Regions from separate parts of the Mus musculus genome. Here regions 2 and 3 are each linked to region 1. Evidence: chromatin contacts called from public Hi-C and promoter capture Hi-C data. All regions are on one chromosome and are shown on one strand. The core of a region is the stretch at or near the end of the contact, and the rest is flanking DNA. Distances in the headings are between cores, read along the strand shown. Region 1 holds the start of Rad51ap1 (RAD51 associated protein 1). Region 2 has its middle 54 kb from the start of Gm34148. Region 3 overlaps Gm33320 (a long non-coding RNA gene).

What was found. Promoter capture Hi-C pulls out the DNA fragments that hold promoters and counts their contacts. A called contact is a pair of places that touch in the nucleus more often than the background predicts.
Region 2: a promoter capture Hi-C map of neural stem cells shows a contact between it and region 1. The contact joins the enhancer-like site here to the promoter of Rad51ap1 in region 1. A contact is called at or near these places in 10 of 39 promoter capture datasets (the 3T3-L1 cell line, the HPC-7 cell line, cranial neural crest and 6 more), 2 of 484 Hi-C or Micro-C datasets (LSK cells and Th2 cells), 10 of 115 datasets of contacts at active chromatin or transcription factors (the 230-238 cell line, VIP interneurons, astrocytes and 6 more) and 3 of 9 other capture datasets (embryonic stem cells, liver and pancreatic islet).
Region 3: a Hi-C map of cerebellum shows a contact between it and region 1, with 1.9 times the contacts expected there. The contact joins the enhancer-like site here to the promoter of Rad51ap1 in region 1. A contact is called at or near these places in 1 of 39 promoter capture datasets (hippocampal neurons) and 7 of 484 Hi-C or Micro-C datasets (cerebellum, cerebral cortex, cortical neurons and 3 more).

The regions. Positions count from the first base shown.
Region 1 is chr6:126,938,317-126,940,847 of GRCm38.p6, reverse strand. It overlaps Rad51ap1 (RAD51 associated protein 1), which reads left to right and starts at 1,261. Exons shown (of 9, transcript NM_009013.4): 1 at 1,261-1,354. The coding sequence starts at 1,338. It overlaps D6Wsu163e (DNA segment, Chr 6, Wayne State University 163, expressed), which reads right to left and starts at 882. Exons shown (of 14, transcript NM_138594.3): 1 at 822-882.
Region 2 is chr6:127,392,835-127,395,365 of GRCm38.p6, reverse strand. No RefSeq gene overlaps it. Among named protein-coding and RNA genes, the nearest start is that of Gm34148, 54 kb to the left of the region's middle. Within about 2 kb of position 1,270, at least 40 of the 459 cell types and tissues checked have an H3K27ac peak or open chromatin away from gene starts, as enhancers often do. A contact at or near this core is called in astrocytes and neural stem cells, where this site is marked.
Region 3 is chr6:126,552,803-126,555,333 of GRCm38.p6, reverse strand. Gm33320 (a long non-coding RNA gene) reads left to right here. Exons shown (of 5, transcript XR_378037.2): 1 at 1-108; 2 at 539-601; 3 at 1,290-1,513. Among named protein-coding and RNA genes, the nearest start is that of Gm33320, 4.5 kb to the left of the region's middle. Within about 2 kb of position 1,268, at least 15 of the 459 cell types and tissues checked have an H3K27ac peak or open chromatin away from gene starts, as enhancers often do. A contact at or near this core is called in cerebellum and cerebral cortex, where this site is marked.

The DNA of each region.
Region 1 (2,531 bases), core at 12-2,511:
AAGGCATTTATACCACCTCTGTGAAGGTTCAAGGAACACTGCAGAATAGGAAGTGGAAAAATAGAGGAACCAGATCATAGAGAGGAAGACAAAATGCCACCTTCTGACAAGACGCTGCCATTACAGCAGTAAACTCACTGCAGTGTCAGAGGTCTGCATAAGATTAGCCTCAGCAGCAGCAGAGGGAAGAGAGAAGACGACTCAGAATGACCCATGTGTCATTAAGGAACTGTTTTCTATGGGCAGATTCAGGAAAAGGGAAGTTATTTTTCAGTTGTGTGCCCACGGGTGCCCCCACCAGGCTCCAATGAGTAGTCGCAATTCAATAGTCTGGTCTAATTAAGATATAGGGTCACAAAAACAAACAAAACCAAACCAAAACAAAAAAAACCCAACGACATGAATCTAGAAAGGGGACTGGTGGAAATGCAGAGATTAGAGGGATGGGCAAGTTAGTAGGGACAGGTGCGACATAAGGTGAGACAGTAATTAGAATACATTGTAACATGAAACAGAACAAAACCAATAAAAACACACGTTTTCATGTTACTCTTTGTTCCTGTGGTCTGTTGCTCTCAGGATACAATTCATCGTAATCCAGTTTACGTCTCCGAATTCTCTGGGTGTGCCTACACCCTGTCAGAGCAACATGCAAAACGACAAGCCTAGTTGACCACAAACACTGAACTGGCAATGGCAAGCTGCACTCCAGCACTTTAGATGGCCCTTAGAAGACTCCTTCTGTTCTTTAAGTCTGTACCAGATACCGTCATTGGGTCCTCCACACTGAAGGGGCTTCTTCGCTGTGGGCTCGAACTCACCTCTCTCATCAGACACCAAAGCACACTTGGAGCTGTCAACGCAGAACTGCCCAAATAAGTCAGCTGACTTCTTGCTTTTTTTTTTTTAACCTCCAATAGATCCACTTTGGCAGATTCGGAACTCATGTTTCTCTTTCCTCAAGCGCCAAGGAAAACGCCTATCCAAGACCCCCTTTGTTCCAGTTATTTTTAAGTTAGTCATTCTAAATATTGGAGGCGTGTCGCTATTTTTATATTGTATTTTAGACTCGGTACCAAATCGCAATTGTGACGAAAGTGCAGTATCAAAACAAAAGCTAAGTCTGAGCAGACAGGATCCAGGATGGCGTGCCCGGGCCACGGTGTGTGTGCGCAGGCGCCCTCTCTTCAGCACGCAGGCGCCGCCTCAGGCAGGCGAGCGGTGATTGGCGGGCTGGCGCAGCGGGGCGTGGAGCGCGACGTCTGGTTTTCGGCGGGAATTGAAACCGCCACAGCTGCTCCCCAGCTCCAGAGCACTGCTGCTCTAGGCAGGGCACCATGGTGCGTCCTATCAGGTGAGTGGTTGGTGACGTCCCGCGGGGCAGAGAGGAAGGACGGGGACGATGGGGGCCACTGTCATGCATGGTTGCGGGAGAGGACGAGATCCGACAGAGGGCAGCGCGATTGGGTGGGTGCTCGTCGCCAGTCTCCGGTGAGAGCCACCCGCTGCTCAGAGGAGCCCGCCTGGCATCTCGCTTGCCGCCCCTCGGCCTCCTTCTGCAGCTGTCGCCCCTGAGTCACCCCACTCCAGAGGGACCTGGTAGGCTAGCATTTGAGTCGCGCTTAACGCGACAGCGAGCGACCGCGTTAAGTGGCTGTCATACGTTGAGCGATACAGAAAAAGCAGGTGTGCCTATTCCCTCAAATCCCTAGGCAGAGAGGCCCATTTAACTTCCAGCTCAAGCCGTGGTGCCCTGTCACATGACCCCCAGTTCCTATCTGCTTTCCTTTAGACTGTTGGAATCTCTCTGTGATCACAACCGGGATGCCAGGCTGGCCATCCATTTAGTAGAATGACTGAATATAGCTGAGACTATGGCCCAGTGGTCCAGTGATTGCCTAGCAGATGAGAGGCCCCCAGCTTCAAACCCCAGTCCTGCAAAACCAAACAACAATAAACTTAGTGAATTCTCCTAGGCCTGTATTGTACTAAGAGCTGGAGGCTACACTCTATTGGAAGAGGGGTGGGGAGAGATAAGGGGGAGTAACAAAATAAACACCACAATGTAACATAGGAGGAAGGAGAAAAGCCTTACTTTAAATCATATGAACGCGTTACCTAGGTAAAATGTAAGGGGCATTCACATGAAATAGGAGCCAAAGCCCAAGGTTCACCATGTTTGAGAAGCAGATTGAAGGTGTGGGATGAACAAGCATGTGGATGGATTGAGGACTGAGTCAGATAGATTACAAAGCAGTTGTAATCTATCTAAATCTATCTAAAGCAGCTTGTAGGTCTTAGGAGTTTGAATTTTATTTGAGACAAATGGGAAATCTGTAGTTTCAGTGGTGGAGGGCCTGAGATATTCTCATTTCACTTTTATAAAGGCCACCGGCTGTTGGTTGGCTCTGAGGGGGACTGGAGTGGCCAGAGCGAAAGCAGGGGGGAGGGGGGAATTGAGATGCTATCAGTTGTGTGTGACTTTGGCACTGTGTGTGTGTGTGTGTGTGTGGTGTGGAGATGGAGCAAGT
Region 2 (2,531 bases), core at 21-2,520, 450 kb before region 1:
ACCCAGATGTAGCTGTCTCTTGTGAGACTATGCCGGGGCCTAGCAAACACAGAAGTGGATGCTCACAGTCAGCTAATGGATGGATCACAGGGCTCCCAATGGAGGAGCTAGAGAAAGTACCCAAGGAGCTAAAGGGATCTTCAACCCTATAGGTGGAACAACATTATGAACTAACCAGTACCCCTGAGCTCTTGACTCTAGCTGCATATGTATCAAAAGATGGCCTAGTCGGCCATCACTGGAAAGAGAGGCCCATTGGACACGCAGACTTTGTGTGCCCCGGTACAGGGGAACACCAGGGCCAAAGGGGGGGAGTGGGTGGGTAGGGGAGTGGGGGTGGGTGGGTAAGGGGGACTTTTGGTATAGCATTGGAAATGTAAATGAGCTAAATACCTAATAAAAAATGGAAAAAAAAAAAAAATAAAATTAGATGAATTTAACTGAAGTGAGGTAGAATGGACAGGCAGGAGGGAGACAAAAGTAAAAGAGGCCTTTGAAGAAGATGACCCCAGAGGACAGCTAGGTTAATGATGCTGGACAGACACGTCTCTGAGGGATGCAAGGTTTTGGGTGTCCTCTCTTTTGCTCAAATCTTATCTGGGGTTGTTGATTTAACCTTTTCCACAAGCTGACTCTCATTAGCCCTGCGACTCCACCATGCTTATATATTCTAACCATATCCAGTCAGCTTTCCTGCCCCATCCCCACCCCCATACTCCCACCCCCATCCCCTCTGAAGTCTCCCCATCTGGCAGGGACAGAGCCTCTGGCTGTTGCTGAGATCCAGTTATCTGGACAGTAGGTTTTTTTTTCCAGTCATGTGCAGAATCATCTTCAAGTTTCAGGTCAAAACCAGAGACAAAAGCTCACCGGATAGGAGAAGCCAAATGTTGCCTACGCGGTTGTAAACTGGGTGCTCCGCATCAGGCAGGATTTAAAGGAGCCATTTACCCTGTGCCATCACCCCAGCCTCAGACTCCAGGTAACTCTCCACATATGTTGTGGCTCAGGCTGATAAGAAACTGCTTTGTTCTTAGCCAGGACAGCACTGGAGAAATAACAGACTTCCTGAAGAACCGACTGAGAGAATGACCCAAATGCTTTCACCCCAATCTAGCCATGTGCTTAATTTAGCATCTTTAGGCTGCAATGGAGGACCATAGTCCAAGGGGCCAGAGGTGAGCTGCATTTTCTGCACTGTATGGGGTGTGGGAGGGAACAGCTTCCTTCCCACTCCGTCACCCTTGGAAACGCAGCTCAATGACCTTGCATCATAGGAATCTGCCCAGTGTGCTTTGAGGAGGCCAGGGGAGCCTGCACTTCAGCAGGGCAGCTAGATGCTTCTCTGAAATGCTAATGAGAGGGGTCTTCGGACTTGAAATGACCTGAAGCACACAGCAAGACATTGCTGCCCTCCCTGGAAGACTTCTAGGCAAAGCAGTATCCAGTGCGCCTCTACTCTCAGCAGCCAGTGGGTTCTGTTTCCTTTAGCCTGTCTCTCTCTGGCCAAATTAACCTCGTTTATCTGTTCTCTGCCTTTTACAAAATACGTGTCCACATACACATTGGCCCTCCTGCAATCCTCTCTTTCTGGAGAAAGGATGAAAGGGAGAGCGGATGTCACTAGGTAAGGAAGACTCAAGGACTGACATTTAGTAAGTGCCACTACCATAGGTCTGGTTGTTTGACCAGTGTGGTAAAGCTAAGGAAACGGAGGCTTGGAAAGATGGGTGCCCTGCCAGGTCACCTTCTTACCCACACTGAACTATCCCAGGAGTCAGAGGGACTGGCTGTAGTATTTGTCATGATTTTCAGCAAATCAAATACTTGTACTGAACCTGGTTTCTCAGTAACTAAATAAAGACCTGTGTGTGTGTGTGTGTGTGTGTGTGGTGTGTATGCACACACACATAGCACACACATACGTGGGCATGCAGGCCTTTTGTAAATGTTGTTCCTGGACCTACACCACTCCTTTCCAGGCATCTAAGCTTTGACTTCTGCCCACCTGATTTTCAGAAGTTACCACTCCCTCCTGTGACGCTGCCCACCTACCTGAGTTGGTCAGGTATTTGCTCTCAGAGCACTGATTACCACAGACATTCTCTTGCTCAGCCTCCACTTAACTGACATTCCAGATTCGCCAACAGCATTGGCTTTCTGATACCGTAACAAAATATCTGAGATAGTCAAATTAAGAAGGTAACAGGTTTTTGTGGGATCCATTTTGGAGATTTCAATTCATGGCTAAGTTGGCCTTGCTGCCTTTGGGCTTATGCAGACACATTAGGGTGGAAGCACACATAAAGCTGTTTATTTCACAGTCAGGATACAAACAAAGTGAGAGGAAGGTGTGTCCCATGGCCTCTTTTAGGACACACCCTAAAATGGGTTACAAAAGCCCTGTAACACACAAGCCTAGCATCTGTTGCTATGATAAAACGCTCTGACCAAAAGCAACATGGGAGGAAAAGATTTATTTGGCTTAGCATTCAGTCACTGAGGGAAACCAGGGCAAGAACTCAAGGCAA
Region 3 (2,531 bases), core at 19-2,518, 390 kb after region 1:
GCCTGAGTCAGCCCAGAGGATGCTCCATCAGACTCCTGTCAGCCTGCACAGCTGGAGCAGCAATCCTGGTGGCACTCACTGAGGAGCCAAGAGCATCCCCAAGACTGAGTAAGTAAAGCAATGGAGGACCCCAGGGCTCGGTGGGAGCTGAAGAAGCCAGGGATACTCAGTCAGACCTGGCCTTACAGTCTGAGACAAGAGAGGAGTGGAAGAGGGGGTGTCTTCATACCTGTCTTTCCCTGTCCTCCAACCCCTGCTTGATATTTCTGTCCCTTGAACCCTGTCATCTCTAAGCCACTGCTAGAGGCTGGAAATACCAAACAGAAATTAAGGTGTGAGCCCAAGGACCCATGTGGCCAATAGCATGCACCACAGGGGTGGGTGTCAGGTGTCCGAAAGCAAGTGGCAGGTGTCTATGGTCCCAGGGGCCAGCCGGGGAGATGGAATGGGGGTCTCAGGTTCATAGATCCACAGAGGGAGGCAGGACTTGCAGGCAGCAAGGACTTAGACAAGATGCAAATCTTATTTCTACTTACAGGTGCGCCCTTGGCATATGCTGGAGAGCGATGGAATCCACAGGTCGGGCTCTCAGAAAACAGAGGTAGGAGATCATGGAAACCCTCATTAGTTCTCAGCCAACCTGACATTCTGAGGATGAGAGGCAGGACTGAGTGAGCTTTGGAGCTGGCTAAGGAGCGTCTGGGATGGGTGGGCCGCTCCCCTGACTGCCATTGCCCCTCTTTGCTTCTCTAGACTCAAGGATACTCCTGGCTTCTGGTACTTATGCCTCTCCCAGAGAACTTAAGAACCTTCCTTGCTCCCAGTCTTCTCAGGTAGCAGTGGGCCCTGTGGTTTAAGTCCCAAAGTGACCCTCAGGAGCTGGCACAATCACTACTGCCTACAATCTGGGCCTGGTGTACTTTCTAGGACATATATTCTGGGTCATGCAGCTCTTCTCCTTTCTGAGGCATCTAAGGGATACGTCAAACCATGGGTGTCTACACCAAGGGTTAGAAGGCCTTGGAGGGGGTCACTGTAACACCCGAGACCCTTTGTCATCTTTGGCCATTCCATCCCTGTGACCAACCTTAGTGAACTCTCTTAACCAGTAGCAGGGGAGTCAGGCAGCCAGACAGCCAATGTGGAATTCACCATGGCCCCAGCACTCCACTGCCACTGCCATTTCTGCCTGCTGCTCTGAGCCCCTCCCAACCCAGAGCCTGTGGAGCAGGCACCACGGGGCTCTGGTGTGTCTGTTGCTCCATGATTTATTTTTGTCTCCCTCCCAGATTTCACGGACAGGGCTGTGCAGAGTGGCTGGTACCATCTGGTACCACGTGGGGGCACTGATACCTCACAGGATCGGAAATGTGCTGGAGAGCGCTTTTCATTTTACTGTGAGAGCCAGCCACTCCTCCTGCGGCCATCCCAATCCTCCGTGAACCCTCCATCGCCCGTGCCAGGTTCTTCTTCAGAATCCTCAGCAGCCCTCTTGGTTTCCATGACCCTGGAGGTAGGTGTTTTATCCGTGTGATTTGGTGCTCAAAACAGTGTTCATAGGGATAAGAGTTGAGCCCTTCAACACAGCATTGTCAACCAAAGAAACAAAGGGCAGAAGCCGTGCTCCCTAAACAGCCTCCAGCCTCTTTTTAAACCACACCCTCTCCCTCAGTTCTGGCGGGTGGCCTGCTCTTCTAGACAGGAATCACCACCCACCTATTGGATCCCAGAAGTTCAGCCATACTTGGGTTCTACATGTTCTTGCTCTACCAGAAAGCGGCATCTCCTCCTACTTGTTGAGGTTAGTCCTCCATTTTCAGTATGCCTCTGACCTGTGGCATATCTGCCATTCTCTTAGCACAAGCTTTGAAGGTTGGAGAGCATCTTCCATCCCCAGCCAGGCTTCCAGCTCCTTGTGGATAGGAAGGATGCAGGTGCAAACTTAAGTTCAGCTCAGCCCGTTAGCTCCCAGTGGAGCACTCCCATAGTGTCACAAAAAGCTCTGTGACTTTCTGACATGATCCTCACCTTTAGCCCAGTCCTTCAAGGTCGTGACACCTGACTTCTGGCTGACCATAGCTCCTTCTACTAGTCAATCAACTACAGTGAGCTGGGGCTGGGACTGAAGCTGAGAACATGTCCGGAAGCTGGGAGAAAAGTATGTTCCAGAAGCGAAATGGAAAAAGTTGATTATCCTGGAGTCTCAGACAGAGGACAGTGAACTGGCTCTCTTGGAGTTTTGCCAGCTTGGTTGTCGGCTCTGCAAGTTCCATGCCATGTGACATGGGACTTTTCTGAGAATGGGATGGGGCTCTCATTTTGTATGCATAAACTGAGTTACAGTATCTACCAATTAAAGGGAAGTTTTAGAAAGAAAATTCAACTAGGTGATGCTTGGGCCCTTGCCACTGGGGCTGGCACAGCTTAGTCATAGCTAGGGGACAGTCACATCATTATTGCTAGTGGCTCTCTTTCACCTGGAAGCAGAGTGGAAGTCTCTGGATTGGAAAATCCAATCTGAGGCCCGACAA